Linked DNA regions of Sus scrofa: region 2 is linked to region 1. Evidence: chromatin contacts called from public HiChIP or PLAC-seq data. All regions are on one chromosome and are shown on one strand. The core of a region is the stretch at or near the end of the contact, and the rest is flanking DNA. Distances in the headings are between cores, read along the strand shown. Region 1 overlaps NFE2L2 (nuclear factor erythroid 2-related factor 2). Region 2 overlaps AGPS (alkyldihydroxyacetonephosphate synthase, peroxisomal).

Region 1 (7,752 bases), core at 1,662-4,161:
ACCTCGCAGGGTCTAGCGTTATTTCAGATCAGATAGCAACAGGTTCTCAAGACCTGATCCAAACGACATTTCATGTTTTATTTTTCCTGCCTGTTGATTAGGTGTCCTTGTCTAATTATGCTATAGGAAATTTTAAAACATAGGAAAATTTAAAACAGTGTGGAGCTATGCTTGAAGGGTAGTCATATCAGGAACTGAGCAGCAGCTGAGTGTTGTGTACATTAAAGTTTACATAAAAGTGTATGTTGGTTGTTTGTATTTACAACACATGTGGCACATGCCCAGCAGTCAATTTCAGATCTTCCTTGAGGAGGAACCAAGTACTTTCATTGCTGAGTGTTGTTTTAGGCTCCAGCTTATAGTCAGGTCTGCAGCTTCATTATCATCCTTTGGTCTGGAGTTTGGTCTCACCGAAGATAAGCAGTGGGGTAGTTCTCGTCGTGGCACAGGGGAAATGAATCTGACTAGGAACCATGAGGTTACAGGTTCCATCCCTGGCTTCGCTCAGTGGGTTAAGGATCTGGCATTGCCGTGAGCTACGGTGTAGGTTGCAGGTTCGCCTCAGATCCCGTGTCATTCTGGATGTGGCGTAGGCCTGTAGCTGTAGCTCCAGTTTGACCCTTAGCCTGGGAACATCCATATTCCTAGTGTGCAGCCCTAAAAAGCAAAAAAAAAAAAAAAAAAAAAAAAGGATAAGTGGTGGGACCCATCTCTGTTCAGGGTGTATAACAACATTTGCATATACATTTATAGAGAAATTTCTTCTACATGTCTCATTAGATCCACCAACATCTGTATAGCAGGGGTAGAACAGTTATAGTTGCGAGTTTATAACCAAATCGTATGAATCCACTCAAGACATCTCATTGATGGGGAGAAAGGGAAGGGAAAAGGATAAAACAGTTATATCAACTCTGGGTGTGACTGCCACCAATAATTTTAGAGTAAATTACATTAGAAACTTTTCTTCAGCTGACAGTTCTGGGTTCTAGGGATGCTTTGGAATAGTCATACTTGTAAGGTGTTTCCAACAGAAATTCTTCAGTGCTCTTTCAGTTCTTTTATGAAAAAGTCAAACCTGGGAGTTCCCGCTGTGGTGCAGTGGGTTAGGAATCCAACTGCAGTGGCTTGGGTCACTGCGGAGGTGTGGGTTTGAATCCCCAGACCAGCAGAGTGAGTTAAGAATCTGGTGTTGCCACAGTGTAGGTCACAGATGCAGTTCAGATTCAGTTCCTGGCCGGGTGACTTCCATATGCTGCTGGGGTGGCCAAAAAGTCAAAACTGGGTACTGGTTTTTATCCTGGGATCTCCTAAGACGACTCCTCAAGCCGAGGCAGTCTGGAGAACATGGAGGAGAGATGTGTCCGAGCGGCCCCCAGGAGCACGAACAAGTATTTGGGTTTCTCTATTGTAGATCTTCCGAAGAACTCAATGTGCTTTCCATGTCAGTTTTTTAGGGGATAGAACAGGTACTGCTTACTTTGAGACACTGGAGTTCAACTGAGACTGCATGAATATGCTTTTAATTTGTAGCGCTAGCATTTGTTAAGTAGGGGCGAGTATGCTCTGTCTCCTTAGCACCTGAGTCCGTTAGCTCCAGTTTGGAGAAGGGCCCTGGAGAAGGGCCCAGACAAGATACTCAGCTATATCTTGATTCACTTAGAAGAGATGGCTCCCAACCTAATTAGAATTTTAAAGTAGGTTTCTCTTTATATCTTTGACCTTTCTGTTGGGCCTTTGGGTAAACATGTCCATTAAAATGGAAACAAATTATGTTTAAAATGGGAATTCTGCTCACGGTTTTTTTAAAGTGGGGAGTCCCCTGAGAAGATAGCCATGTATGACTGAATGCTCTATGATTTCTATTTTTTTACTGTTGCCAGGAAAATAAGCCAGGGGATATTTGCTCTATACAGCCTTCTGTAAAGTGACCACTTCTTCACACCACCAAGATGTCAAGGCAAAGTCTGTATATACAACGGTTTTTATATCCTGTCCAATTTAGGAACCATCATCCAGTGATCGGGTTTCATATTTTTAGTGTAGGCTAATGGTTAAAAAAGCCTGAGTCCAGGTTTGAGGCTGCCTGGCACTTTCTAGTAGTATCTCTTCTTTTTAAACCTCAATACGCTTATCTGTAAAACAGGGATACATGTTATCTTTATGTGATTTTCATGGTTTGTATATCTAAAGTATTTAGAACAATGCTTGGGATGTACAGAAAGCCAGTTCTCAAGAGCTACAGATACTGTTTTAACTATACCTACTGTTGTGTGCTTTGTACTGTATATTAACTGTTTAAAGCTAGATTAACGAACCTCATGAGCAGGGTTTTCACAGCATCTGAGATTCTAACACCAACTTTCAATCAAGTGGTTTCTACAGTCCAGTTGGCTGGGAGGTCTGTTCAGCCTTTATTGGGAGAAATAGCCTGACTGCTCACTGCAGCAACAGCCATGCTGTTTTTGTCCTTCGGAGCCTGAAAGTAGTAGAGCTGTGGATGCATTGGCTGTCTGATGCTGCCAGCCATGATCAGAACCGCGGCACAAAGTTTGATGTTTGTGCTTGCTGTGTCTACCAATTCCCTTTTAAGAGTCCCCTCATATCTTAAATGTCAATACCTTTCATCCTTCCTTGGAGCATGTGTGGTTTGTTATTATTAAGAGGATCACTTACTGTTTCTCAAGAGTGAGGCTAGTGGACACTGCTCCTTTCTCAATTCTTTGGAGAATCTCTTGCCTTACCCACACATCATATTACCATTTGCTAGGACTTAACTAATTTGTTCATACCCCAGGAGCTAAAAGTCAAAGCAAGAGGGAATGTTTGTATTTTTCACTTTCAGCATATAGAGTTCCCAAGCCAGGGATCAGATCTGAACCACAGTCATGACCTAAGCTGTGGCTGCAGCAATGCTGGATCCTTAACCCAGTGCTCCCAAGATGCCGCCCATTAAGTTTCGCCACAGTGGGAACTACAAGACGAAATGGTTTTTTTGTTTTGCTTTCTGTTTTTGTCTTTTTAGGGCCACAGCCAAGGCATGTGGAAGCTCCCAGGCTAGGGGGCAAAGCAGAGCTGTGGCTGCCGGCCTTCGCCACAGCAATACAGATCCAAGCCATGTCTGCAACCTACACCACAGCTCATGGCAACACTGGATCCTTAACCCACTGAGTGAGGCCAAGGATTAAACCTGCGAACTCATGGTTCGTTAACCGCAGAGCCACAACGGGAACTCCCAAAATGGTTTTTAATAATATAAAAGTTAGTAAAAAGAAAGGACAGAAAAAAGATAATCAACTGTAGGAAAGAGCAAAAGAATATTTCACAACTGCTAGACTGACTGACTGCTAGTCTTTAACTTGGATTCTTCCCCCACTCCTGTAAATTGGCTATTTGCTGAGCAAGTTTAGAAAAATTCCACCTATTCAATCATGTTTTCCAAACACCGTTTCTCATAATAAACCAGTGCTTGGTGTGTATGCACTGATTTTTATATCCTGTTAAACAAGGGTGGGATTTAACTCAACGTTTATGTGCAAAATTTGTTACTTTGCTTTTAGTGGTCTCTGCTGTACCCAAATTGTTAATAAGCCAATAAGTGATTAATGGATGGCTGTGTAAGTGGTTTTTAAAAAAATGAATAGACACAGGGAGTTCCTACTGTGGCACATCGGAAACGAATCCAACTATCCATGAGGCTGCGGGTTTGAGCCCTGCCTGTGCTCAGCGGGTCAGGGATTCGACGTTGTGGGAAAGCTGTGGTGTAGGTCAAAGACATGGCTCGGATCCTGCCTTGCTGTGGCTGTGGTGAAGGCTGGCAGCTACAGCTCCGGTTCCACCTCTAGCATGGCAACCTCCATATGCTGCAGGTGCAGCCCCAAAAGCAAAATACTACTACTACGATAAAATGAATTAAGTGATCTGTGTTTCCATTCAGATTTTGTTATCTCCCTACCCGCCACCATCAGCAATGACAGTGTAAATTATGTGGTATCCGCCATTTAAAAACCATTTTAATTCCCCCAAACCTTGGCCCCCAGCCACAGTGGTCAACCTTCTCTGCCACTGAAATCAGCTGGAGCCACTGAATCAGTTGAACAACTAAATCCCATTAATTAGAACAGAGGAGATAGAACTGACTTCTTTTCGGCCTAATGTAATGAGAAAACAAATGTGAAGCTGGTGCAGAAATTAACACTGTAAATTAAATATACATCAATTAAAAATAAAACTAAATTTTTAACTATGGCCTCTCTCCTTCTTTTTCTGTTTTAAACACAGGACATGGATTTGATTGACATACTTTGGAGGCAAGATATAGACCTTGGAGTAAGTCGAGAAGTATTTGACTTCAGTCAACGACGGAAGGAGCATGAGCTGGAAAAACAGAGAAAACTTGAGAAGGAAAGACAAGAACAACTCCAAAAGGAGCAAGAGAAAGCCTTTTTCGCTCAGTTACAACTAGATGAAGAGACAGGCGAATTCCTCCCAATTCAGCCAGCACAACACATCCCGTCAGAAACCAGTGGATCTGCCGACTATTCCCAGGTACAGGGTACTTGGTTCTTGGGAAGGTGCATGGCAGGGTTTAAAGAACAAATAGCGACTCAGGAGTTAAAACATCTGAATTTGAGTTCCAGCTTTGCCTTTTACTGTTAACAACCTTAATAAGTCAACTTCCCAACCTTGGCCTCCTGATGAAGTTCAAGCCTTGACTGACCTACCTCAGAGTATAAGGATTAGGACATAAATTACATGAAGAGAGATTTATAAACTGTAAAAACATCACGTAATTTGAACATTTGAGATATTGAAACATTTAATCAACACAGTATATGAATTAATTGCCATTATCCTACTTTATCTACAGATGAGCAATCGGAGCTCAAAGAGGTTAAATGACCTGCCCAGAAATTGGGGGAGCCAAGATTTGAAACCAAATAGTCTGGTTTGATTGTCTGCTCTTTATTAAAATGACTTTTGCAATAAGAGAAATGTCTGATTAACTAGACTGTAAACATTGTATGAACACTGAACAATTTTTTCTTCCTGTATATCTTTCCCTTTTATGCAGGTAGCCCACATTCCCAAACCAGATGCTTTGTATTTTGTTGACTGCATGCAGCTTTTGGCAGAGACATTCCCATTTGTAGATGACAATGAGGTATTAACATTTGGTTAACAGCAAATCTTCACACCTTATATATCCTATATTGATCCCTTTGATATGTCTTCATGAATGAAAAACAGTATTTTAGGAGCAAATTTTATCATGGAAACTTTGGCCTATAGGTAACTTTACAATTGGGGAAAAAACAAAAACAAAAACCACATAGTACAAAAAACGTTTACTCCTGCATAGCCAGAAGCATGGATCAGCAGAAACATTTGTTATAGTACTTAAAAATAAATTCCCATGTGTAAAAAGCAAGCTTACCAGGTAGTAAACCAAGACTTGTTCAATTAAGTTTTAATAAATTTATTGTTTAAACACTATACTAGGTATTACATAGAAAAATACACATTAAATTCTAAAGACTGTTCTTTTTTGAAGTTTATCTTCAGTGTACAGGATAAAGCCATTAAGCTAGTAAAATGAGTAAATCTGGAGTCAGTTGGACAAGGAAAAAAATGTGTTTCATTATCTAGAAATAGAAGTCACCATTATTAGGGAGTTCCCTTTGTGGCTTAGTGGTTTAAGAACCTGATATAATCTCCATGGGGATGTGGGTTTGGTCCCTGGCCTTGGCCAGTGGGTTAAGGATTTTGCCTTGCTGCAACAGTGTAGGTGTCAGATGTGGCTGGGATCCTGTGTTGCTGTGGCTATGTAGGCTGGCAGCAGTGGCTCCACTTTGACCCCTAGTCTGGGAACTTCCATATGCTGCAGGTGTGGCCATAAAATGGTAAAATAAAACAGTCACCATTATTAGTAGATAAATATCGAACTGTAGCCTATTCCAGTTTAAGATGGGATACCCATTTTGCTGGGTGGCAGATTCATGTAGATAAATGCCTTCTCAATTTTAGGTTTCTTCGGCTACATTTCAATCACTTGTTCCTGATATTCCCAGTCACGTCGAAAGCCCAGTCTTCATTGCTCCTAACCAGGCTCAGTCCCCTGAAACTCTTGTCAGTCAGTTAGCCACTACTGAGGTAGACGACATGCAACAGGATATTGAGCAAGTTTGGGAGGAGCTATTATCCATTCCAGAATTACAGGTAACTAAGATCTAACATAATAAATACCAAAGATGCTATTTTATATTTAGTCCCTTCAGTAATCCCAGTTATTTATATACTGCCTACTTAAATGAAGGATTAGAGTGAGCTTTTAGTCCTGAGAGCTGCCTATGCTCACTTCAGTGAACTTTTGTTAGTTCAATGGACTGGTATCTTGAGGACAAATAAAGTTACAGACCTGAAGTCTGGGAGTTCCTGTTGTGGCTCAGCAGTAACGAACCCAAAAGGTATCCATGAGAATGTGGGTTCAATCCCTGGCCATGACCAGTGGGTTAAGGATCCGATGTTTCCATGAACTGTGGTGTAGGTCGCAGTCGAGGCTCAGATCCCATGTAGCTGTAGCTGTGGCATAGGCTGGCAGCTGCAGCTCCAGTTGGACCCCTAGCCTGGGAACTTCCATGTGCCACAGGTGAGGCCCTAAAAAAGCAAAAGTAATTAATTAACCTGAAGTCTGATCTGGGAACTCTGAAAATACATATGCTTAGGCACAAACATCTGTTGGAAATGGGAATTATTTCTGAATTACAGAGAAGTTTGGAGACAATATAGGTGGGGGGTTTTCCATTGGGTATGGATTATCAGCTATTAAAAATATTTAACCTTGATTTACGTAGTGTAAACTTCTTTTCCACACAGTGTCTTAATATTCAAAATGACAACCTTGCTGAGACTAGCACGGTTCCAAGTCCAGAAACCAAACCGACAGAAATTGACAACTATCATTTCTATTCACCAAATCCCTCACTGGAAAAAGAAGTAGGTAACTGCAGTCCACATTTTCTCAGCGCTTTCGAGGATTCCTTCAGCAGCATCCTCTCCACAGAAGACTCAAGCCAGATGACAGTGAACTCATTAAATTCATACGCAACAGGAAACACAGATTTTGGTGATGAATTTTATTCTGCTTTCATAGCAGAGCCCAGTACCAGCAACAGCATGCCCTCCTCTGCTACTTTAAGCCAGTCACTGTCTGAACTTCTGTATGGGCCCATTGATCTCTCTGATCTATCTCTTTGTAAAGCCTTCAACCAAGACCACCGTGAAAGCACAACAGCAGAATTCAATGATTCTGACTCTGGCATTTCACTAAACCCAAGTCCCAGCATGGCATCACCAGAACACTCAGTGGAATCTTCTATCTATGGAGACACACTGCTTGGCTTCAGTGATTCTGAAATGGAAGAGTTAGATAGTGCCCCTGGAAGCGTTAAACAAAATAGTCCTAAAACACAGCCTGTACAACCTTCTGGGGATACAGTCCAACCCCTGTCACCACCTCAGGGTAATAGTGCTCCAGTGTGTGATGCCCAGTCTGAAAACACACCAAAGAAAGAAGTGCCTATAAGTCCCGGTCATCGAAAAACCCCATTCACAAAAGACAAACATTCAAGCCGCTTGGAGGCTCATCTCACAAGAGATGAGCTAAGGGCAAAAGCTCTGCATATCCCATTCCCTGTAGAAAAAATTATTAACCTCCCAGTTGATGACTTCAATGAAATGATGTCCAAGGAG
Region 2 (7,752 bases), core at 1,686-4,185, 200 kb before region 1:
GCCGTGGGTGCAGCCCTAAAAAGACAAAGGAAAAAAAAAAAAAAAAAAAAAACTGAACACTGGGAAGTTCCCTTGTGACACAGTGGGTTAAGGGTCCAGGGTTTTATGCAGTTGTGATGCAGACTGCAACTGCAGCGCAGGTCCAATCCCTGCCTGAGAACTTTTACATGCCATAGGCACAGCCAAAAATAAAAAAAAATCTGAATGTGGATTTACAAACATTCTAAATCCTTCAACTTCCATGTAAATATCAACATCTATCTTGACCTACCCATTAACATTAATAGTTAATGACCATACCAGTTTTCAGTGTTCCAAAACAATGTTATTTTCAATCATTTCCATGAAAATCAATGACTCACTCATTCAATTTTACACATTATGAAAGAATCAGATAGGTCTAGACCCATGCAGCACACAATAAGCAACCACACTGAAGTACTGTGTTAGCATTTATTATGTATTTTAGCATAGTGCTCTAGTACATCTGGACTATTGAAACCTACTGTAAATCCAATAATGTAGTTTATGATGAAAATAGTTGAAGAAAACTTTTCTCTATGGATAAAGTTATTTGCTGCATTAAAATTTCAAAATACATCCCAAGAAAAAAATCTGTAACTGTGTGGTGATGATTGTTAACTAACCTTATTACGGTGATCAATTCACAATATATATAAATATCAAGTCATTACTCTACACACCTGAAAGTACTATTACATGTCAATTTTATTTCAATTTTTTTTGTTGTTGTTTTTTAGGGCCGCACTGCAGCATAGGTAATTCCCAGGCTAGGGGTCGAATCAGAGCTATAGCTGCCAGCCTGTGCCACAGCCACCACAACATAGGATCCAAGCTGCATCTATGACCTACACCACAGCTCACAGCAACACCGGACCCTTAGCCCAACTGAGTGAGACTAGGGATTGAACCCGCATCCTCATGGATACTAGCTGGATTTGTTTCCACTGTGCCACAAAGGGAACTCCTTACTTCAATTAAAAAAAAAAAAAAAAAAAAAAAAGCCAAAAGAAACAAAGATGTACTCACTGAGAAGTATTCTAATTCTCCATAATTCTCAAGGAAGAAAATGACAACTGACAAGCAAACCTTTTATTACAATCATAATTCCCTTCCAGTTCAAAGACTTTTCAAACAAGGAGAACACTAAAACAATGAACCAAATACAGTCATTAACTGTGTAATGAAATCCCCATGTATACATAAAATTAAGAAAAAAGAAACTAGAAATGCTCTCTTTAAAATTAGTTTCAGAGTTCCCCAGTAGCTCAGCAGGTTAAGGATCCAGTGTAGTTACTGCAGTGGCTCGGGGTCAACCTCAGCCTGGGAACTTCCACTTGCTTTAGGCGCCACCAAAAAAAAAAAAAAATTAGTTTGTTATCAATAAATACTATAGTCCCTATACAAAAACAAACTGTAAAACACCTTAAACAGTATCAAATCCAGAGCATTGGAACTGTAGATGAGCCTGCTTTAAAACATTGCTCAATGTTTTCTTCTAATAATCACATTCCAGTTGCAGTATGCTGAAAAACAAAGAGATTTACAAACTTAAGACTCTTGAACTTAAATTGTTGAGTTGGGTAATAAAGAACTTCAAAATTCTGCCTAAAATATGGGCCTTGCCATATTAATACCAACTATTAGAGGCTTTCCAGAAGTTGAAATGCAGGCATTTGTAACACATTTGTATCTCCAAAAAAAATGCAATGTTGCTTAAATAGTGTATAGTAAAAATCTAAGTTACCCCCAAACGAATCTTCTGACATTTTCTTTTTTTGTTTTTTGCTGTTTTTGTTTTTTAGGGCTGAGGCTAGCAATCTAATCCAAGCTGCAGCTGCCGGCCTACACCACAGCCACAGCAACATGGGATCCGTGGGATCCAAGCCACGTCTGTGACCTATACTGCAGCTCAGGTCAATGCCACATCCTTAACCCACTGCTAGGGGCTAGGGATCAAAGCCACATTCTCATGGATACTAGTCAGGTTCGTTACCCACAATGCAAACTCCCAAGACTTTCAAAGTACCCCATATGTTAAATAAATAGTAGGCAAATTTCCTAGGCTTCCGGTTTTAAACTTTTATATACACGTATCCCCTCAAATTACTAACATTTTCTATGACTGTTAAACACAATTATGTGATTATATTAAGCTTTAACTTCTTATATAGAAGAATGTAATGAGTACACTAAGGGGCATCATAGTACTAACATTTCAAAAATTAGAGTAAAACTTTACATGGTCATAGAATTCTAAAGCTACAGAGGTTCTCAGAAGCCATTCAGTTCAATTGCTCATTTTTCAGATGAAGAAACTTGTACCCAGAGAAGTGCTAACCTAGTTGTATCAGAAAACGATCTCCCAGTCTTGTCATTCTTACTCTTTAGAGAGGAATATCTGAAACTCACTATGTCATGCTCTTAGGTAACCAAAATGATTTAAAGGAACCTTTTCTTCATCACATTACTATTTTTCTAAGCACTACTACGTGTTATTATTATAGTCATTCTTCCGGAAGTGACGGAAAGGAAAATATTTAAAAATCAAGGAATTTGGTTATGTCAGGAAGCACAATGATTTGTATTCCCTTTATCTGTAAGACTATGAATTTAATTGTGCTACTCAGAATAAGGATCCCACAAGCACTGAAGATTCAAATAATTCAATTCTCAACTAACCATACAGTTCAATTAACCAGACTGATCTCTCAGATTTTTCAATTCTTAGAACAAAACACATGACGACCCCTCCAATCAAGTGAAAAAAAAAAAAAAAAAAACTGGATTGATTTTACCACACACACACACCAAAAAACTCCAATGTTTTACACATTTATACATCTGGCCACAGTACCAAATAGTGAAAAAACGTATTATATCTGGCATAACCAAAAAAAAAAAAAAAAGAGAAAGACATAAAATAGCATCACATACACACAAGGTGGCAGTATTCTCCTATGATATACATACTCAGTAGTATGTATTTCACAGTGCTGTTGTTTCAACAATTTTAACAGAAATTTTAGATTTAGCATTATTTTTATGAAAATCATGGAGTTATTCTATTCTTAAAATAGGAAAATTTCACTTTTAAGTCTGTACAAATTACAAATATTATTCTATTATTAGATTAATATCCTCTAAAAGTGATAAGCTGCAAGCATCCTGATATGAATGTATACTTCCTTTGATTACTATTTCTAATCATATTTTTCATTAGAAAATAAAGAAAAATTTGCTTTGAGCTATTTTTATTTGGGTTAGCAATTTAAAAAAAACTTCAGCTAACTGATAACTTAAAAAAAGGATCTTTTTCCAAAACAATCCCAATAATCAAAATTCTAACAAAGATACATCACTACTCAGTTCAGATGAAAACCAAATTTTTATCTATATTTTCCTATTTTAAACAATAAGAAAAAGAGCATATGATTTCAGGGCTTTTGAAAAATAAAAACTAAAGTATGAAACCTAAGCTCCAATGCTGATTTCTAATTAACCAAGCTCGGTATCAGTTAAATTCAAATTAATTCCATACATATGTAGAAGTTAAAAATTTTCTTTAAATCTTTCAAGGGTATTTTTGGTGCTGATTAAAATCCTTACTATCTGGTTATGTGCTTAATGCTTTAAGATCCAAATAATCCAAAGAAAATCATGAAAGTGAAGTAAAAAATAAAAGTGATGAGAAAGGGAGTTCCTTGGTGGCTCAGCAGGTTGGGGATCCAGCAGTTATCATTGCTTGTGGCTGAGGTCACTGCTGTTTAATCCCTGTCCTGGGAACTTCAGCATGCCAAGGGTGTGAACAAGAACAACAAATAGATGAGAAAGATACCAAGATTTGATAAATAAAATAAATATTTCCTTGAAAAGACATGCTACAAAAAATTCCTATAAATAAAATAATATTCCTACTAGCTTTTTTATTTTAAAAAAACTAGGAACTCGAAGCTGAGTTCCCATTAGAAATGCAAAGGCCTAATGAGGGATGAAATCTGCAGAATACTGTTTAATTCTAAATTTAATTTAAAACATACATGCTTTAAAGTACATTTAAAGTTATTTCTAAAGACTTAATGGCAAAACTCCTATACCGCTATTTACAATGCTTACTGTCTTTTTTCTTTTTTTTTTTTTGTCTTTTTACCTTTTCTAGGGCCGCTCACCCAGTTATGGAGATTCCCAGGCTAGGGGTCTAATTGGAGCCATAGCCACTGACCTACGCCAGAGCCACAGCAACACCAGATCCAAGCCACGTCTGCGACCTACACCACAGCTCACGGGAATGCCGGATCCTTCACCCACTGAGCAAGGCCAGGGATCGAACCCACAACCTCATGGTTCCTAGTCGGATTTGTTAACCACTGTGCCATGACGAGAACTCCCAATGCTTAGTTTCTTGATCTAACAGTAGAATTAATTCATTTCAAAAAGTTGTTAATCTAAGTAGCTTAGTTATAAGCATAATAATTTATGCATACTATAAAAGAAAGCCCCTTTACAGAAAAAGAATAGAAAACTCAAATAGAAGACATGGATAGATCATCACCACTTAATTAAACTACTACAAATCTCACAGTTCTAAGACCATTAAAACATTTAACTTAGATAAATGCCATCAGGATTTGAAAGCTTGACACCAACGAACATATGAATCTTAAAATATTTCCTCTTGCCCTGTTTTAAAACTCACCAAACTCCCTCTTCCAACTATATTTCCTACAGAGAAAAACTAGCCAACTGAAATGTTTAAGAGGCTTGACAGTTTTGTTTTTTTCATCATGAATTAGTCTATTGGCACTCTGGCTTTGGTCACTAGAGAAGGTAGTTACAAGTCAAACTATCTAATATGACTGATTCTGGGACCCTAACAAGATCAGGCTTCTGGACAGGTCAACTTAACACTTCTCCCCAACAAGATAATAGTGAGCTTCTCCTTTCAAAACCTAGACATTATCATGCAACAGTTTGAACTTCAACACGAATTTCAATCTTCCCTCAATATCCCCCCTAAATTAAAACTCTGGTTGCCATAATAAAAATTTGGCCTTTCCGAACAATAAGTCTAATTTTATCCAATGTGATAGTGTAAAATGGATTAAATACAAGATTTTAGACACAGAAAGGTGTAGTAAGAACTTGGAAAAGAGAAACCAACAAGCATTACTGGTAAACCACTCCACAGAGCAATAGTGTGCTAATTTTTCATAGGTTATGCCATGTTTAACAGCCAACTATACAACTCCCAGGTATATGCTCAGTAGGAGCTCACATACAGTTCCATAAGGAAACATGTGATATATTCTCTGGAACATTTTTTGTAAGAGTAGCTGGACACATGACTAAAGTAATGGATGAGTGGTAAATAAAGTCCATGAAATACCATGCAGCAATCAGAAGCAGTGAGCTAGGGGTGTGTATGTACGTAAATAAATGTATATACATACGCATACATATATAGAGAGATTTTTTTAAACAACGGCAAACAAAAAAGGAGAAACAGTATGATCTATAACATAATACCATTTAAGCAAATTAAAAATATGCTAAACGATATTGCATATTTTACAAACTACACGTGTGTGTGTATGTGTGTGTGTGTATACACATACACGAACATTCATGGGTGCCCATGGATGGGGGCAAATGGGATTAGAAATCAGAGACTGAGGAAATAATAATAAAAAGGCCTCATACTCATTCATAGGCAAATGCCATGATCCAAAAACGTCTTACCACAACTCTGAGCCCTAAAGCAAATATGCAGCTCAGTCCTTGAGTCTCAATGAAGTTTCTCCATGTTTCAAGAAAATATTCTTTCACATACGTATAGAAATTCCATGATAGTTTGTTATAAAACCTCATTGTTGGGTTTCTTAGCAATCTCTACAAGTTGTTGGGGTTTTTTCACATTACATAATTCCATGACAAATGAGTCAGCTTCAAACACACAGCAAATCAAATACATATTTAACTTCCTACAGTCAACTCTTTATGGTTTCCAAGAATCTGGTACATCAAAGAAACTTTTTAAAACCACGGGAGTTCCCGTCGTGGCACAGTGGTTAATGAACCCGACTAGGAACCATGAGGTTGCGGGTTCGATCCCTGGCCTTGCTCAGTGGGTTAACGATCCGGCCGTTGCCTTGAGCTGTGGTGTAGGTTGCAGACGCGGCTCGGATCCCGCGTTGCTGTGGCTCTGGCGTAGGCCGGTGGCTACAGCTCCGATGCGACCCCTAGCCTGGGAACCTCCATATGCCGCAAGAATGGCCCAAGAAAATGGCAAAAAGACAAAAAAAAAAAAAAAAAAAAAAAAAAACTAAAACCTGAAATCAAGGGTCAAAAATTGTGTCCCCGAGGTCCAATCCCTATTATACTCACTATAAATTAACGATGTAAGAAAAAGGAATATACAGGTATGTGGCGGGGGGAATCTTACAGACAGAGGCACAAAGAATTGGGGAAAGAAGGGAGGACTGGGGTAAACAAAGCAAGGCCAGGCTTACCCCTTGGCAGAAAAATCTGGTACTCAATACTCATTGCAGGCTCCCTTACCCTCAAACTTGTCTTACCAAATTCTACCAATTGGAAATTCATTATTGTTTGAATAATCTCTTTGAAAATGGAAATACAGAATAGTAGTCATTCAAACTTGTAGTCATATATATTCCAAATATTTTGTGCTAGGGTAGGTGTGTACGCATGCACACACCTGCAAAAACTTGGTATCTGCCATTCTGAAAGCCTGAAAAGGCACAATCACTCTATTGTTCGCCCTCATGTGTTACATAAATGTAACGAGGAAATAGCCCAAATCGGTATAAGGGAGTTGTCTTTATTGTCTTAGCAAAAGATAAGGAACAAGCATATGTACTTTCCTTGACCATGTGTGCTCCCTGGACTATACTTTACATTTCATAATTTGTTCCCTTCACTGTCCACATGTAATCTAATCAATGTGGCAATTTAGGTGATCAATTCCAGACTTTCTCTACAACCAACTGGGAAAATGTCACCTCACTTTCATTGCTCTCTCCTGGTTGCTAGTAATTGGAAGAGGAACTTTACCACAAGCTTATTACACTGACCAATCTGAAAGTGATCAAAGGTTATTTCTGGTACAGCCTTTCATTTGTGCAAAAGACTATGAAACTGAACAACAAAGAGAATATGAACATATCTAGATAATCTGTGTGTCATTTTACCACTAAAACCAATCCTCTGAGTTCCCTTTCTTAGCTGTCCTGCAGGGCACAATTCAATACCCTAAGATCCTAAAAAAGGCCAAGACTGGAATCCATATCTGCTTGCTATGTACATGGTATACTTGCTCTAACAAGTGTTTGTTTGTTTTTTTTTCCCCTAATAATAACTAGCAGAAGCCACTCCTTACTTTAAATGACAGGTAGTTGGAATTGTTACCTTTGCTTCTGGCAAACCCACAGGAAAAAAAAATGAATGCCACAAAGTTTGTGAGGAGAGAAAAGGAAATATTAAAATCCGGACCCAATCAAACAACATAGGTTCTCACTTCTTGGGAGTATAAATTATCACCTTGGGTATTCATTTATTTTTTTTGTCTTTTTTTTTTGTTGTTGTTGTTATTGTTGTTGTTGTTGCTATTTCTTGGGCCACTCCCGCGGCATATGGAGGTTCCCAGGCTAGGGGTTGAATCGGAGCTGTAGCCACCAGCCTACGTCAGAGCCACAGCAACGCGGGATCCGAGCC

What was found. HiChIP or PLAC-seq counts read pairs in DNA pulled down with a chosen protein or histone mark.
Region 2: a contact with region 1 is called in an H3K27ac HiChIP or PLAC-seq map of alveolar macrophages. The contact joins two enhancer-like sites. A contact is called at or near these places in 2 of 47 Hi-C or Micro-C datasets (embryonic fibroblasts and epiblast stem cells) and 1 of 2 datasets of contacts at active chromatin or transcription factors (alveolar macrophages).

The regions. Positions count from the first base shown.
Region 1 is chr15:82,974,485-82,982,236 of Sscrofa11.1, reverse strand. It overlaps NFE2L2 (nuclear factor erythroid 2-related factor 2), which reads left to right. Exons shown (of 7, transcript XM_021075131.1): 4 at 4,282-4,548; 5 at 5,075-5,164; 6 at 6,028-6,219; 7 at 6,877-7,752. The coding sequence starts at 4,285. Among named protein-coding and RNA genes, the nearest start is that of HNRNPA3, 20 kb to the right of the region's middle. Within about 2 kb of position 2,911, at least 2 of the 83 cell types and tissues checked have an H3K27ac peak or open chromatin away from gene starts, as enhancers often do. A contact at or near this core is called in alveolar macrophages, where this site is marked.
Region 2 is chr15:83,171,629-83,179,380 of Sscrofa11.1, reverse strand. The region is part of intron 1 of AGPS (alkyldihydroxyacetonephosphate synthase, peroxisomal); the gene reads right to left. Among named protein-coding and RNA genes, the nearest start is that of NFE2L2, 29 kb to the right of the region's middle. Within about 2 kb of position 2,935, at least 5 of the 83 cell types and tissues checked have an H3K27ac peak or open chromatin away from gene starts, as enhancers often do. A contact at or near this core is called in alveolar macrophages, where this site is marked.